Regions from separate parts of the Mus musculus genome. Here all the other regions are linked to region 3. A link is a contact called in public Hi-C and promoter capture Hi-C data. All regions are on one chromosome and are shown on one strand. Each heading gives the region's core, a stretch centred on a gene start, on an enhancer-like site or on the middle of the called end of the contact. The rest is flanking DNA. Distances are from core to core; before and after follow the strand shown.

The links. Promoter capture Hi-C pulls out the DNA fragments that hold promoters and counts their contacts. Hi-C and Micro-C count contacts between places; a contact is called where the count stands out from the background.
Region 1: a Hi-C map of rod photoreceptor shows a contact between it and region 3, with 2.8 times the contacts expected there. The contact joins the enhancer-like site here to the promoter of Lrfn2 in region 3. A contact is called at or near these places in 4 of 39 promoter capture datasets (hippocampal neurons, maxillary cranial neural crest, second pharyngeal arch cranial neural crest and 1 more) and 1 of 484 Hi-C or Micro-C datasets (rod photoreceptor).
Region 2: a Hi-C map of rod photoreceptor shows a contact between it and region 3, with 4 times the contacts expected there. The contact joins the enhancer-like site here to the promoter of Lrfn2 in region 3. A contact is called at or near these places in 8 of 39 promoter capture datasets (cranial neural crest, embryonic stem cells, epiblast stem cells and 4 more), 3 of 484 Hi-C or Micro-C datasets (rod photoreceptor and uterus), 9 of 115 datasets of contacts at active chromatin or transcription factors (bone marrow-derived macrophages, embryonic basal ganglia, embryonic forebrain and 6 more) and 2 of 9 other capture datasets (adipose tissue and macrophages).
Region 4: a promoter capture Hi-C map of hippocampal neurons shows a contact between it and region 3, with 4 times the contacts expected there. The contact joins the enhancer-like site here to the promoter of Lrfn2 in region 3. A contact is called at or near these places in 11 of 39 promoter capture datasets (cranial neural crest, embryonic stem cells, hippocampal neurons and 5 more), 1 of 15 datasets of contacts at CTCF or cohesin (stem cell-derived epiblast-like cells), 24 of 484 Hi-C or Micro-C datasets (Kupffer cells, LSK cells, cerebral cortex and 8 more) and 10 of 115 datasets of contacts at active chromatin or transcription factors (bone marrow-derived dendritic cells, bone marrow-derived macrophages, embryonic stem cells and 3 more).

The regions. Positions count from the first base shown.
Region 1 is chr17:48,697,252-48,700,277 of GRCm38.p6, reverse strand. No RefSeq gene overlaps it. Among named protein-coding and RNA genes, the nearest start is that of Gm24071, 81 kb to the right of the region's middle. Within about 2 kb of position 1,632, at least 2 of the 459 cell types and tissues checked have an H3K27ac peak or open chromatin away from gene starts, as enhancers often do. A contact at or near this core is called in rod photoreceptor, where this site is marked.
Region 2 is chr17:49,152,490-49,155,611 of GRCm38.p6, reverse strand. No RefSeq gene overlaps it. Among named protein-coding and RNA genes, the nearest start is that of Gm30475, 19 kb to the left of the region's middle. Within about 2 kb of position 1,376, at least 10 of the 459 cell types and tissues checked have an H3K27ac peak or open chromatin away from gene starts, as enhancers often do. A contact at or near this core is called in rod photoreceptor, where this site is marked.
Region 3 is chr17:48,931,323-48,934,242 of GRCm38.p6, reverse strand. Lrfn2 (leucine rich repeat and fibronectin type III domain containing 2) reads right to left here and starts at 1,661. Exons shown (of 3, transcript NM_027452.3): 1 at 1,425-1,661.
Region 4 is chr17:49,062,669-49,065,484 of GRCm38.p6, reverse strand. All of the region lies in intron 1 of Lrfn2 (leucine rich repeat and fibronectin type III domain containing 2), which reads right to left. Among named protein-coding and RNA genes, the nearest start is that of 1700008K24Rik, 49 kb to the left of the region's middle. Within about 2 kb of position 1,299, at least 24 of the 459 cell types and tissues checked have an H3K27ac peak or open chromatin away from gene starts, as enhancers often do. A contact at or near this core is called in cerebral cortex, cortical neurons, forebrain and 1 more, where this site is marked.

The sequences.
Region 1 (3,026 bases), core at 383-2,882, 230 kb after region 3:
GAGACACTTGCCAGTGGTCCCTTTCATATTTTGTATCCATCTTGGGACTTTGAGAATGGGGAGTTGAGTGAGTGAGTTCAAGGATAGAGTAAGGAGTGGGTGGACACCTTTCTGTATGTGCTGGGCAGTAAGCTTCCGTTGCCGAGGAGTGCTGGAGTAGACACACCTGACTGGTTGTTTCGTCTTCTTTTAAAAGGAACAGAAGGGAGAGAGGAAGGAAAGCAGAAAGTAGGGGAGAAAAATAAAGGGGGGAGAGAAGGAAAGCAGGAAGATAAAAGGAGGGAAGAAGAGGGCGAGAAGGAACAGAGTAAGGAAAGAGAGATGAAGGCATCTGCGGTGATCTTCTGGGCAACTCAGATGCTTGGCACTTCCCGCTCTAAGCATCTCTTCTCAGATCACCTCTCTTTAGCCCAGCCCGCTCCCAGGTGACACAGGGGATTTCCAAGGCCTTCAGAGCTGGCAGAGGGCTGCCCTGGGGTTAGGATGCCCTCGCAAGTCTCACGGAGTGGACACACCTCAGGATAGGGTGGCAACTCCACACAAGCTCTGCCCTCTGAGACTTCTTCCTTGAAAAGTTTCTTCAGTCAGCCTGGATGACTACAGCAATAGGCAAGAAGCTGGCCCCCTGCCACCCGGTGTCCCAAGCAGGCTGGGGCTCCCTCATACAGCCCTCCAGATGGGTTCTTTATCCAAACCTAGCTGTTCATGAGTGCTTCCTTTCCTGTGCTTGAAATACTTTGCCCTAAGCATCCTCTGTCTCTCCCTACCTGGCCCCTCTATTATCTCTTGGTAATGACCCCATCTAGGCTAGCTCTTCAACTGACAACCAGCCATCTCCTTACTATGATTCCTGCCAGCCCAGGCCCTGGCATCCGAGGAAACAGACTCTGTCATTAACCTCCCGGGACCACAAACATGACACTCATCTTCTTATGCTCTCATCTCATGTCACAATAACTAGCTCCTTTAAGGTCTTTAAGAGCAAAATTTCAGGCCCACAAACAACCTACTTAGAACCGAGGTTTGATACTGGGGACAAGCTTGTGGTTAACTAAAAGACGTTCACAATAACACGCGCATCCTGACTTCTGTAACCCATGGTTCTGCTACCCTATGCAGCAAGCAGAATTCTGTTAGATCCATTTAATTACAGGTCTTTATGGGAGACCCGTGGGTTGTCCATTGAACCCCATGTATCATGAATGCCTGTGTCAGAGCAAGATGAAGTCAGATGACAGAATCTTGGTGGGGAAGGAAGAGGCTTGAGATGAAGGGAGGCAGAGGCTGGGAGGTGCCAAGCAAGGAAGAGGCCGTAATTTAAGGCATTTACTCTCTGAAGAGTATAACAGATTCAAGCAATTTTTAATTAAATTTATTTATCTATTGTGGGCCCACATATGCTCAATGCAGGTGTGGACGTCAGAAGCCAGTTTGTGGAGGAAGTTGCTTCTCTCCTTCCACTGCCTAGGTTCCAGGGATCAACTCAGGTCATCGGGTTTGGCTGCAGGAGCCTTTACCTGCTGAGCCATCATCACCCCTCCCCTCCCCCCCCTCCCAGCCCAGATCCAAGCTATTTTAAGTCACCAAATGTAGTGATTCATTTTGACTGTCAGCTTAATTGGATTGAGGAAAGCCTGGGAGATTAGCGAAGCTGAGCCCTGGGTGTCTGCGACTGCATCCTGAGAGACCGCAGACCTTTAGGGCCCTGACCTGATCGATAGCTTAATCTCATGGTGGATCAATAATATGGTGGATGGTGTTACTGGGAGCAGGGTTTACTGAGAGGAAGTGGGTTAGTGAGGACATGTCCTTGGTGGCTATATCCTGTCCTGGTCCCTTCCTCTATGCTCCTTAGCCTGCTTCTTTTCCACCATAAAGAATGTCTGCTGCCTTGCTGATCTGCCTCACAAGAAACAAGGGAGCCTAATGACCATGGGCTGATCCCTCTACAACCGTGAGCCAAAATAATTAAACCTGCCAGGTCAGGGGGCTAAGGAAACCCATGGGAATAAGTCTGCAATAACTTGTTACAGCCCAGGTAAGAAATAAACGTTTTGCTTGTTTCTGGGTTTCACTGTGTCACTAATGCTAGACCGAAGTGCTGATGCTCACAGCTCCCTGAAGCAGTCACACTAGCAGCCATGACACGGTTTCCAGAACAATTCACCAGAAATGCCCAAGAGAATGAACAAGGTACGAGACTCCTAGTAGATGCCTTAGGTTCTACCATGGGGCAGCTGCCCACTTACACACTCAATGTGATGTTTGTTTGTTTGTTTGTTTGTTTGTTTATGAATGTGATTCTGTATGTGTGGGTCCCCTTGGAGGCCAGAAAAGTATGTTGAATCCCTGGGAGCTAGATTACAGATGTTTATGAAGCACCCATTGCAGATGATGAGAACCTAATTCAGGTCTTCTGCAAGAGCCACACTTATTCTTAGCTGCTGAGCGGTCAGTCTCTCCAGTCTATCTACAAATAACTTAAGCACCTTTCCTTGAAACATGGTTTTTCTATTAGTGCTGGTTGCCCTGGAATTTGCTGTGTAGGCTAGGCTGGCTTTATTTGTCAACCCTCCTGCCTCTGTCTCCCAAGTAGATGCATGTTACATGCTAGATTCCAACGTCTTTATCAATAAAATGAAGATAGTATCTAACAGACACACAGATGAAACTGGCTGCTGTATGATTCCCCAAGGTGAGTGGTGTTGGGATCCATGTTCCTTCCAACATTGAAAACACGCAGTGTATTCGGGTGTCTCGGGATGATGTCACTTCTCCCAGGAAATCAGCACAAAAAGGAAATTACAGCACTTTGTCCGATTGGCTGATTGGAGACCAGACCTTCACCTGACACTCTGGACCATAGCCACTGATTTGCAGTGCAAGCTGACACATTGGAATGGCCTCTAAAAGCCGCTCCATCCCCTGTTCACTTGTCCAGTGTGTATTGAAGTCTTACAAGACACCAAGCTGCCTCTGTGCTCAGAGGCAAAGAATCTCTAGTGAAAGGCAAGACCCTGTGCTGT
Region 2 (3,122 bases), core at 127-2,626, 220 kb before region 3:
ACTATCCCTCAGCCGAAGCCTTCCCACTATGCAATGCTTTCACAAAGTGATAGTTTCCATACTACCTTCTGTGCTCTCTGAAATGCCTCTGGTTGGCAAAGCCAATCACAGCCAGAAATCCAAGCAGCAAGGGACTCTGGGAAATGCTGACTTTTTTTTTCCCTTCAAGCTCTTGTGGCTGACTACATGTGTACACAGAGGGTGTGAAAGCAGGTACGTACAGCTGGTAGACAGCACGAGGCACAGCCCTAGCCAGCTCAATTCTGCCAGCCCTGGGCTCTCTCAGCCAAGGCAAGTCCCACTGAGCCTGCAAGCACCATCACAGGGCACAGGCTCTGCCAGACTGCCTGGGCCCCATGACCATTGCCTTCAGCCAGAGTAGGGGAACGGTGCCTGCCCTGAGTAAGCGTTGTCGCCTAAACCAGCTCACACAGCCACGGTCCTCCCAGCCCAAAGGCACCTCCCCGGACTTTCCAACATTCCTCGACATGAACCTGATCTGAAGACAAAGGACTGTTGTTCCTGGAGAAGGTGGTCCTGGGATGCAGCTGACTTGAAAAGCCTGGGCTTTAGTTGATGTGTGGGTGATCCCGCAGAACTTTGTCTCAGACGGGGTCTCATGGCTTTGAACTAGTTATGTAACCAAGAATGACCTTAAATTTCCCATCTTCCTGCCTCCACCCACCTCCCAAGACTTACAGATGTACCTCCTCGTGCCTGGTTTACACAGTTCTGGGGACTGAACCCACGGCCTCAGTGGACTGAGACACATTTCTTAGACCGAGTGCTGAGGTTTCCAGATGTCTTTAACCAAAATGGACATGTTATGTGCTCACATATGTGTGTGTGTGTGTGTGTGTGTGTGTGTGTGTGTGTGTGTGTGCACATACTCACACAGAGAGCTTCTTTATAAAAAGGAAGGGGTCTCAAGGGCACTTGGCACAGTTTTACTAAGTCAACCCAAAGTCACTGACCAACTCTGTCACTCAGGAAGGAGAGGGCAGAGACAGGTGTTAGAAAAGGAGGTGAAGCCAACAAAGAAGAAAGCCAGGCCAAGGACTGCCCCTACCAGAGACATACAGCCCTGGAGGTCCCAGGACCCACACCAATTGAGAAAATCTGCTCAAGGCTGATGTAGGAGACAGAGAAGGCTCAGAGAGAAGGGCAGAGCCAACACTTGGCCTCCATGAGAGGAAACACTACCTTCTGATCTGGTCTGGGCTTTAGAATTAGGACCCACCCCAGCAGCCCTCCAGTGTTCCCTGCTCTTCTGGACTCCCCTGGAGCGGTGAGAGCCACAGCCATACCAGTGGCCTTGAGGCAGGGCATCCAGCTTAATCCACATCAGCGTCAGAGCGATGGCCTGGCTGTCACTGAGGGATATTTATAACTCGCCTGCCAGGCCCTGCTACCTGGCATGATCCTAGAAACTAGGCCACAGGAGCCCTGCAGGAGGCAGCCCTCCCCTCTACCATCACCCTCCCCCTGCCCTGTCCCAGCCTGGGCCTGATCCAGAGCAGTCTCTGCAATACACCGAGCTGTAAGTATCTCCCCACCTCGGCTGCGTCCTAGGCCACCGATGCCCATGGAGAATGCCAGGACCTGGAGGACGGCATTCCAGGAACTAACACCCAAGTCCCTCATCTGCCAGGGGCTGGCTCTGTGGCTCTCCAAGTGATAGCACATGCTCTTTCTTTGTTTGTGTTTCATTATCTATTTGTACAGTGTGGTTAGTAATGAGGGATTCATAAATAAAAGGCTCAGAACAGTGTTTAGTATAATGGACATTCTTAGTGGGTGCTGACTTGAGCAACAAGGGCTAGTGGCGACTAACAGCGAGCCCAGAGCAAGAGACCACTGTTCAAATCCTTGCTGTGGGATTCTCTTCCCATTATTTAACCTCTCTGGGCCTCAGTTATCTCCCACAACTGAGGAGTAGTATTAGTGCCTACACTGTGGAATTGTTGTGGCTTAAAGAGATTGATAACTACACTCTGGGATGCAGCCTGGCACACAGTAGACATCTGGTCTGTGTTAGTTTTGATGGTGAATCTAGAAAGTCCCTCCCAGCCAGGCTGCCTGTCCTCACACTGACCTTCCTAGCTGCCCCTCTTTCTTTTTTAATTCTTGTGAGCCCTGCTTCTCCTGTTCAGTCCTCCCTCGTCATTTTGGGGTCACTGCCCCCTTCTTCAAATGCCCTTAGTCTTGACCACCAATATGAGAAAATGAAGGATGCAGATGCAGTCAAAAGGTGGAACCCAGCCTGTCAGTGGTGGCGCATGCCTTTAATCCCAGCACTTGGGAGGCAGAGGCAGGCGGATTTCTGAGTTCGAGGCCAGCCTGGTCTACAGAGTGAGTTTCAGGACAGCCAGAGATATAAAGAGAAACCCTGTCTCGGAAAAAAAAAAAGTAGTAACCAGATCACACCCCTTCCTGCTTTGCCAGGGCAAAGTTTCCTGGGTCAGCTTTGGCTTTGCCAGTGTTCACCTCCCCAATTCAGGCAGAACTCTGGGATTCTGCAACAGGGGGATGGGAAAACTTGGCCACTCACAGATGTGCACACATGCACACAGACATGTGTATGTACATATGAACAAATGTACACACATAAGCATGTTCATGCAGTCACATGTACACAGACATATATGTACACAAATTAATTATACATGTGCACACATGTTTGTGCACATGCATAGGAAATGTTAACATAGGTGTATACACATGTATTAATACACATACATGAACACAAATGTACATTAGTCATACAAATACACATGACACACAATCCATGCACACACACATGCATATACGCATACCAATGTACAAAAGAACTCACCTTCACACAAGTACATATAAAATTTTTGTATATATGGACAGACACATGCATACACACCAGCACAAATTTATACATACATATAGCTACACACAGACATAGGCATGCAAATCACACACACATACACACAAACTTACACATAGATGTACACATATAGTTGCATATGCAAACACACATATACCACCTGGGGCGGAGTCCTGAAACCTTTCCCATTTCCAGGCCAGCCTGACCACAAATGGTCTACTTCTGCTTTAGCATGTGAAATGGCCCTATAGATCATGTGAGAGTT
Region 3 (2,920 bases), core at 412-2,911:
AACCCTCTCTCACTTTCTGCCTCTGACAGGCTCCCTAAACCCGTCCCACTGCCCTGTTGGCTGCATGGCTTGCTATTTTTCAACTCTGTCTGAACCCAGGACATGGGACAAAAGCCTAGTTTATTTGCTTGCATCCACCAGCCTTCCTGATGCTCAAGCAAGAGTTTCCACCAGGCCCCCGCCCAAGTGCATCAACCCACCTCTGTCCTGAAACCTGGAACTCCACAGCTAGCTTGGAGGTTACCTGGTTACTTTCTTCCTTAGCTGGGTTTCCACTCTGCCCCAGGGGTCAGATCTTTCAAGCCACAGACAGACAAACAGACAGACAGACATGGACAGACACAGACAGACAGACAGACAGACACACATGCAAATGCACTGCTTTAACCAGGACAGAGGGCTAACATTTCTAGGCATGCATGTGGCTCCAGCTCAGAGGGACAGGCTCTGACAGCCCTCTCCCTGCAGGTGTCTGTCCGTCTGCAGCTGTTTCTGAGTGTACTTGGCATGAGTCGTGCTCGGTTCCTCTGCAGGCTTTGCCTGATTCCTGCTCTCTCTCTCTCTCTCTCTCTCTCTCTCTCTCTCTCTCTCTCTCTCTCAATCTCTCTCTCTTTCGATGATGTCTGGACTCCTTTCCCTGGAACCCAACGCTTCTGTCCTTTGTGCTCTCTGTGGGGAAGGTGGGGAGCAAGGCACTGCCCTCCTCCTGGGAGCTGTCTGCTGGTCTCGGTCTCAATTCTTGCTCAGGCCAGCCTTAGAAGCAGGGCAGGGCTGAGTGAGAGACAGAGGACTACCAACATGGGCATGGCTAACACCGGCTTACATACTGCTTTATCATGGCATTCTCAGCAACCCGAGTGGGCACACAGAGTCCTCCTGATCTTGGTTAGATCTGCCTGAGGCCAGGATAGGGTCCCTGCAACCATGCCTCCCTCCCCTCCTCCACGGCACTCCATCGCTGCCCCCCCCCCTGTCTCCACCCCACCCGTCCAGGAACCAAGCTCCTGAAGACCCCAGAATAGTCACCCAGACCTCAGCACCGTCCTAGCCAGGCCTGGCATGTGCTAACACGCAACAGCATGGTCTAGCGGCAAAGTTCTGCATTCAAGGATTGCCTTTGTAGGAGACTGAGGTCTCTTTCTCCAGCTTCCAAGCCTAACCCAGACCGGTCTGAAGCCTCACCAGGACCCGCTCTCCTCCCTCCCCATCAGTTTCTCCCCTTCCCCCACTCTATCAAAACACAATATAGAAGGAAGGATGGAATAGAGAAGGCATCCACAGGAGTCTATAGGATGGAGGAAGTCCGCAAGTGAGGCAGGAAAAGAGGCAAAGTTCCCCTGTTCCCCCAGGTGCGCACATCCCTGCGCCCATCTCCCGCGGACACCCAGCGTCGCCAAGACGCAGCAGCAGCGACAGCCACTCACCTGGGCAAGGCGGCATCTACCCGTGGCGGGGAGGCTCCAAGGCCGGCTCCGCAGGGCGCCCGGGCTCCTTGGCTCGGCCACGCATCCTTCCTGGCCGGAGACAGGCTCACGCTAAGCGCTCCAGCTGCAGCGATCCAGCGAAGGCAGGCAGATGGTGGCCTCGGACCATCCACGCGGGGAGAGCCCTGAGCAGCTTATTCAGTTATATCCATGGCATTTAGCAAGAAGAAGGGGCGGGAGGGGGAGTACAACTTGTGCTCTTCTCTTCCAGATTTTAAAAAAATAAGGGGGAAAAAGGATAAAAAAAGATAATCCCTTCTAGGAAGATGAGGGTAGGATTTTCCTTGTTGAAGAACCCCCCTGGCATCCCCAGGAACCTGCAGCCTCTTGGAATGTGGGATGTCTTCAAGTTCAGACCAGTCTGTCGTGTGTGTGTGTGTGTGTGTGTGTGTGTGTGAGCAAGGCACTCACACCCACAGGCACACACACACATACACTCCCCCGCACTCCCCGCATGCACACCACTGGCCCCCCCCACGCGTGCGCGCAAAGCGCTCTCTCTCTCTCTCTCTCTCTCTCTCTCACACACACACACACACACACACACACACACACACACACGCAGCGGTCGCACGCACGGATCTGTGAGGATGCTGTGCGGGTTATGCAGGCAGCTGCGGCCAGCGGTGCAGACAGCCTTAGAAACCCAAGGCGCCCCAGGACTCCGAGGCAGAGCGAAGCGCTCTGTCCCCGCCGGGCTCTCCAGCACTGCAGCCCCCAGTGGCCGCTGGCGGAGCTGCAGTAGCTCCGGACCCCAGATCCTGCTTCAGCCGGGATCCACAGCCCCGGAGGATCCTCGGTTCTAGCAGCGTTGGTTCGGAGTAAATGGGTTGGAACTGCAGCCCAGCGGGGCCGCGAGCCCTGAGAACCCCGAGGACCCGCTTGATCCGCCGCGCAGTGACACGACAGCTCCTGCGCACGGTTATCCCCGCGGCCAGGTCGAGTCCGTACTGCCGCCTCTCGTGCAGAGTACGCCTTGCACACAGCTACCAGCCCGCCGCCTGCTGGAGGAAAATTGGACCGCGTTGGCTCGGGGCTGCGGGTGGGGTTGGTGATGGGAGGATCGTGCCCACCCAGCCCTGAACCCAGCTAGGAGCCATCACTTTGGCTCCTATAGCAACCCGTGCTAGTTGCACACGACACACACGACAGACTTTTCCTGAACATTTCAAGACTGTCTAGGCGAATGGAAGCTCTTGTTTGACAGCCCAGCAGACCATCCTCCTCCACCCACCCTCACGTGACATAGTACGATTCCGAGGTTCTAGATTAAAGCGAAATGTCTAAGGCACGTGGTAGGTAGCAGAGTAATCACTCTGGGCTGGTCGTAGGCTTAGAATCACCAAACTAGTTCAGCAGAGTCTTAGTGGCCTCTGGGCTCTCAGTGGCCAGTTTCTGGGGAAGGTAAGCCTAGGGTTTGAAGTGCCGCCGTATAT
Region 4 (2,816 bases), core at 50-2,549, 130 kb before region 3:
GAGACAAGACTCTTGTCCCCCTTCAAGAGACAGGAGGACTTCAAGCACCTCTGAGAGGTGTAGGTGGCAGAAGGGAAGGGAGATTAGGAGACAGAGGCTGGCCTGGAAAGAGGGCCATGGAAGCAAATGGGAGGGGCTGAAGTCCTGTTGGCCAGCAATGTAAACAGCAGTGCTCTGAGAGCAGAGTCTGGGCATGGTCTATGCTATCAGATATCACAATCATCCTGTAGAGGAGGCAGCCACTGGCGGAGGAGGCAGGACTGTCCATGAGGAGCATTGGAGCAGAGGGAAGAGGAGAGACAGAAGTGAAGTAACAGGTCAGGGATCTTTGAGTCTACAGTGTCCTGAAGTTAGCCTAGACTTGATCCCTGATCCAGGGTGGAAACGGTTCCTCCCTGCTTCCGCCATGTTGTTGGATTTCTTCATGTGGTACTCACAGTTCTGCAACGTAACAGCTCCCAGTCTGTAAGGTATCCTTGTGTAGTGAGAACGAGATGTCCCCCTCTGGCTGTTGGTAGAGCACCCTAACTGAGCAACCTTGCACAAGGAACAACCAACTCCACCATACCTTGGGGCCCTGTGCACAGTTATCCAGGTTTCAGCGACTGGGAAATGAGATTCAAGGCAGTTTGGACCCAACGGAACGCTCTCCTCCACCCTGGAAAGAATTGCCACTTACTCTGGATTGCCTGGCGTCAGGCCATACTCCAAGCAAAGGAGGCCCCTCCTGAGGCATCCATGTGCCTGTTGTACCCAGAACTGGCAGCTTCTACTAGGGATTGCTTAGGAACCGGAGATGGTCCAGCTGTTCCACTACATATGAGCACTTGTGTTTTCGGCTCAGAGAGAACCGTGGAAGGAAGGCTGGGGTTCTCAGAAGCAGAGGGCTCATGGGCTCAGAAAGGTTCGCTTATCAGGCCCTGATGGCAGGGAGCATTCACACATAGGCATCTGCACATGCATACCTGCATGTGTGTATGCACAAACATGCACATCCATATGCAAACCCAGAAGTATACTGGCAATACAGAATTGTGAAGCTAGGCTGTTAGTTTATTATCAGTGCCTCTAGATGAGATTTTTTTTTTAAATTTTATTTTTATTATTATTTTTCAGTGTGTGTGTGTTGTAGTGTTGTAGTGTTGTAGGGGGATGTAGGCACATGAGCACGGATACCCTGAAGTTGAAGTTACAGGTGATTGTGAGCCACGGCACGGCACGAGTGCTAGGAACAGGCAGAACTCTGGGTTCTCTGGAAGAGCACAGTAAGTGCTTTCAACTGCTGAGCCACCTTTCCAGCTTCTGCAGACAGATTTTTATACTTAAAACAATGCAAGGAGGGGTCAGCTAAAACGGGGGAGGGGAGAGCAGTGGACCTAGGAGCAGAAAAGGAAACTTCCTCTGGTTGGTGGTTAGTCCTAAGACCCAGACAGTGCCCCTACCCTAGACCCTCCATCCTTTGCAGCTCTCCCCACCCCCAGCCTCACTGTCTGAACCACCAGGAGCTGCTTCCAACAAAAGAGGCAACATTTAGCAGATGGCTGCTTAGATATATGTGCTGTCTCTCCGCCCTGATTTCCATTTAAAAGATATCTTAGCAACCAGCCTGAACCCCTACTCGCCCCTGAAGCCTGTAAATCCAGTGAAATGCTTTGTCTCTTGCTTCAGGTAAAAAGGGATAAGCCCCCTCCAGAATACTCCAGGTAGGAGAGTGGGAGGGGCCGGGACCAGCCACCTGGAGGGAGGCAGCATCCCGCACCTTCTTTTCATCTAAGACTTGCCCTGTTCAAGCTTCACACCACTCACCCATGAGGAACCCTGGATGCTGTGTTCTGTCTAGTAGTGGAGAGAGGAAACCTGACTTCCTGCCACTTGGGCTAGGAGCACAGACACCAGAAGCCAAAGTCTGGGCCTCCATTTAAGGGTAAAGAAGAATGCGCTGGGCCCTGCTCACCCGACAGGAACCCTTTGGGAAGCAACCTGAAGTGCTCCTAACCAGACACTGTGTCCCTCCCTCCTACTCTCAGATTATCTATTGAGATGATGGACTCTTAGAAATGACAGTTTCCCCAAACTCCCAGGAAAAGACTAAGGTCTGAGGTGACCACAGAGGGAGCTTAACTCTCAGGAAGATATTTCAGTTCTGACAACTTGTCAGACCACAGACGGTGAGACCATGAAGAGGACTAGAACGTCCAAGCTCCATCTTCCTCTCTGTTCTAGTGAAAGAAATCACATCAGGACCCCAGAGATGGATTTGTGGTGGAAGGTGGGGGGTGGAGGTCAAGGGAGCACTGTTTCTTTTCCTGTTGTGACCGCTAGAGCCCCTTTCTCTGCTTTTCGTAATTACTTGGCACTTTAATTCTCCTATCAAGGATTGGCAGATGAGCCAAGGAAGCCAGGAGTCCAAATCAACCTAAAACAACTCTGGTAACCCTTCCAGGACAGAGCAAACAAGGTCTGTGAGTTTGTGGCAGGGAAGGAGAGAGCTACATGTCTGAGCAGGAGGCCAGCCTTTGACATTGGATGTTGGAGTCTTTGCAGCTAGCATCAAAGGAAGGAGGGAAAAGAAGAAAGAAGACAATAGGAGGGGGAGGAGAGAAGAGAGAACACATGCATGTCCCTAGGAGAGGCTCACAGTCTCTAGTCCTTCTCTTGGTAGTGGCAGAAAGACACCCCCATATAGGATGCATAGCAGCATCCACACAAAGCCACAGGGGCAGGAACCACCTTCTAAACAACAGCCAAGAGAGGGGATACAAGTCTAAAGGGCAGCAAGAGCCCATTTCGGGCTGTTTGAAAGGCTCCGTGTGAGA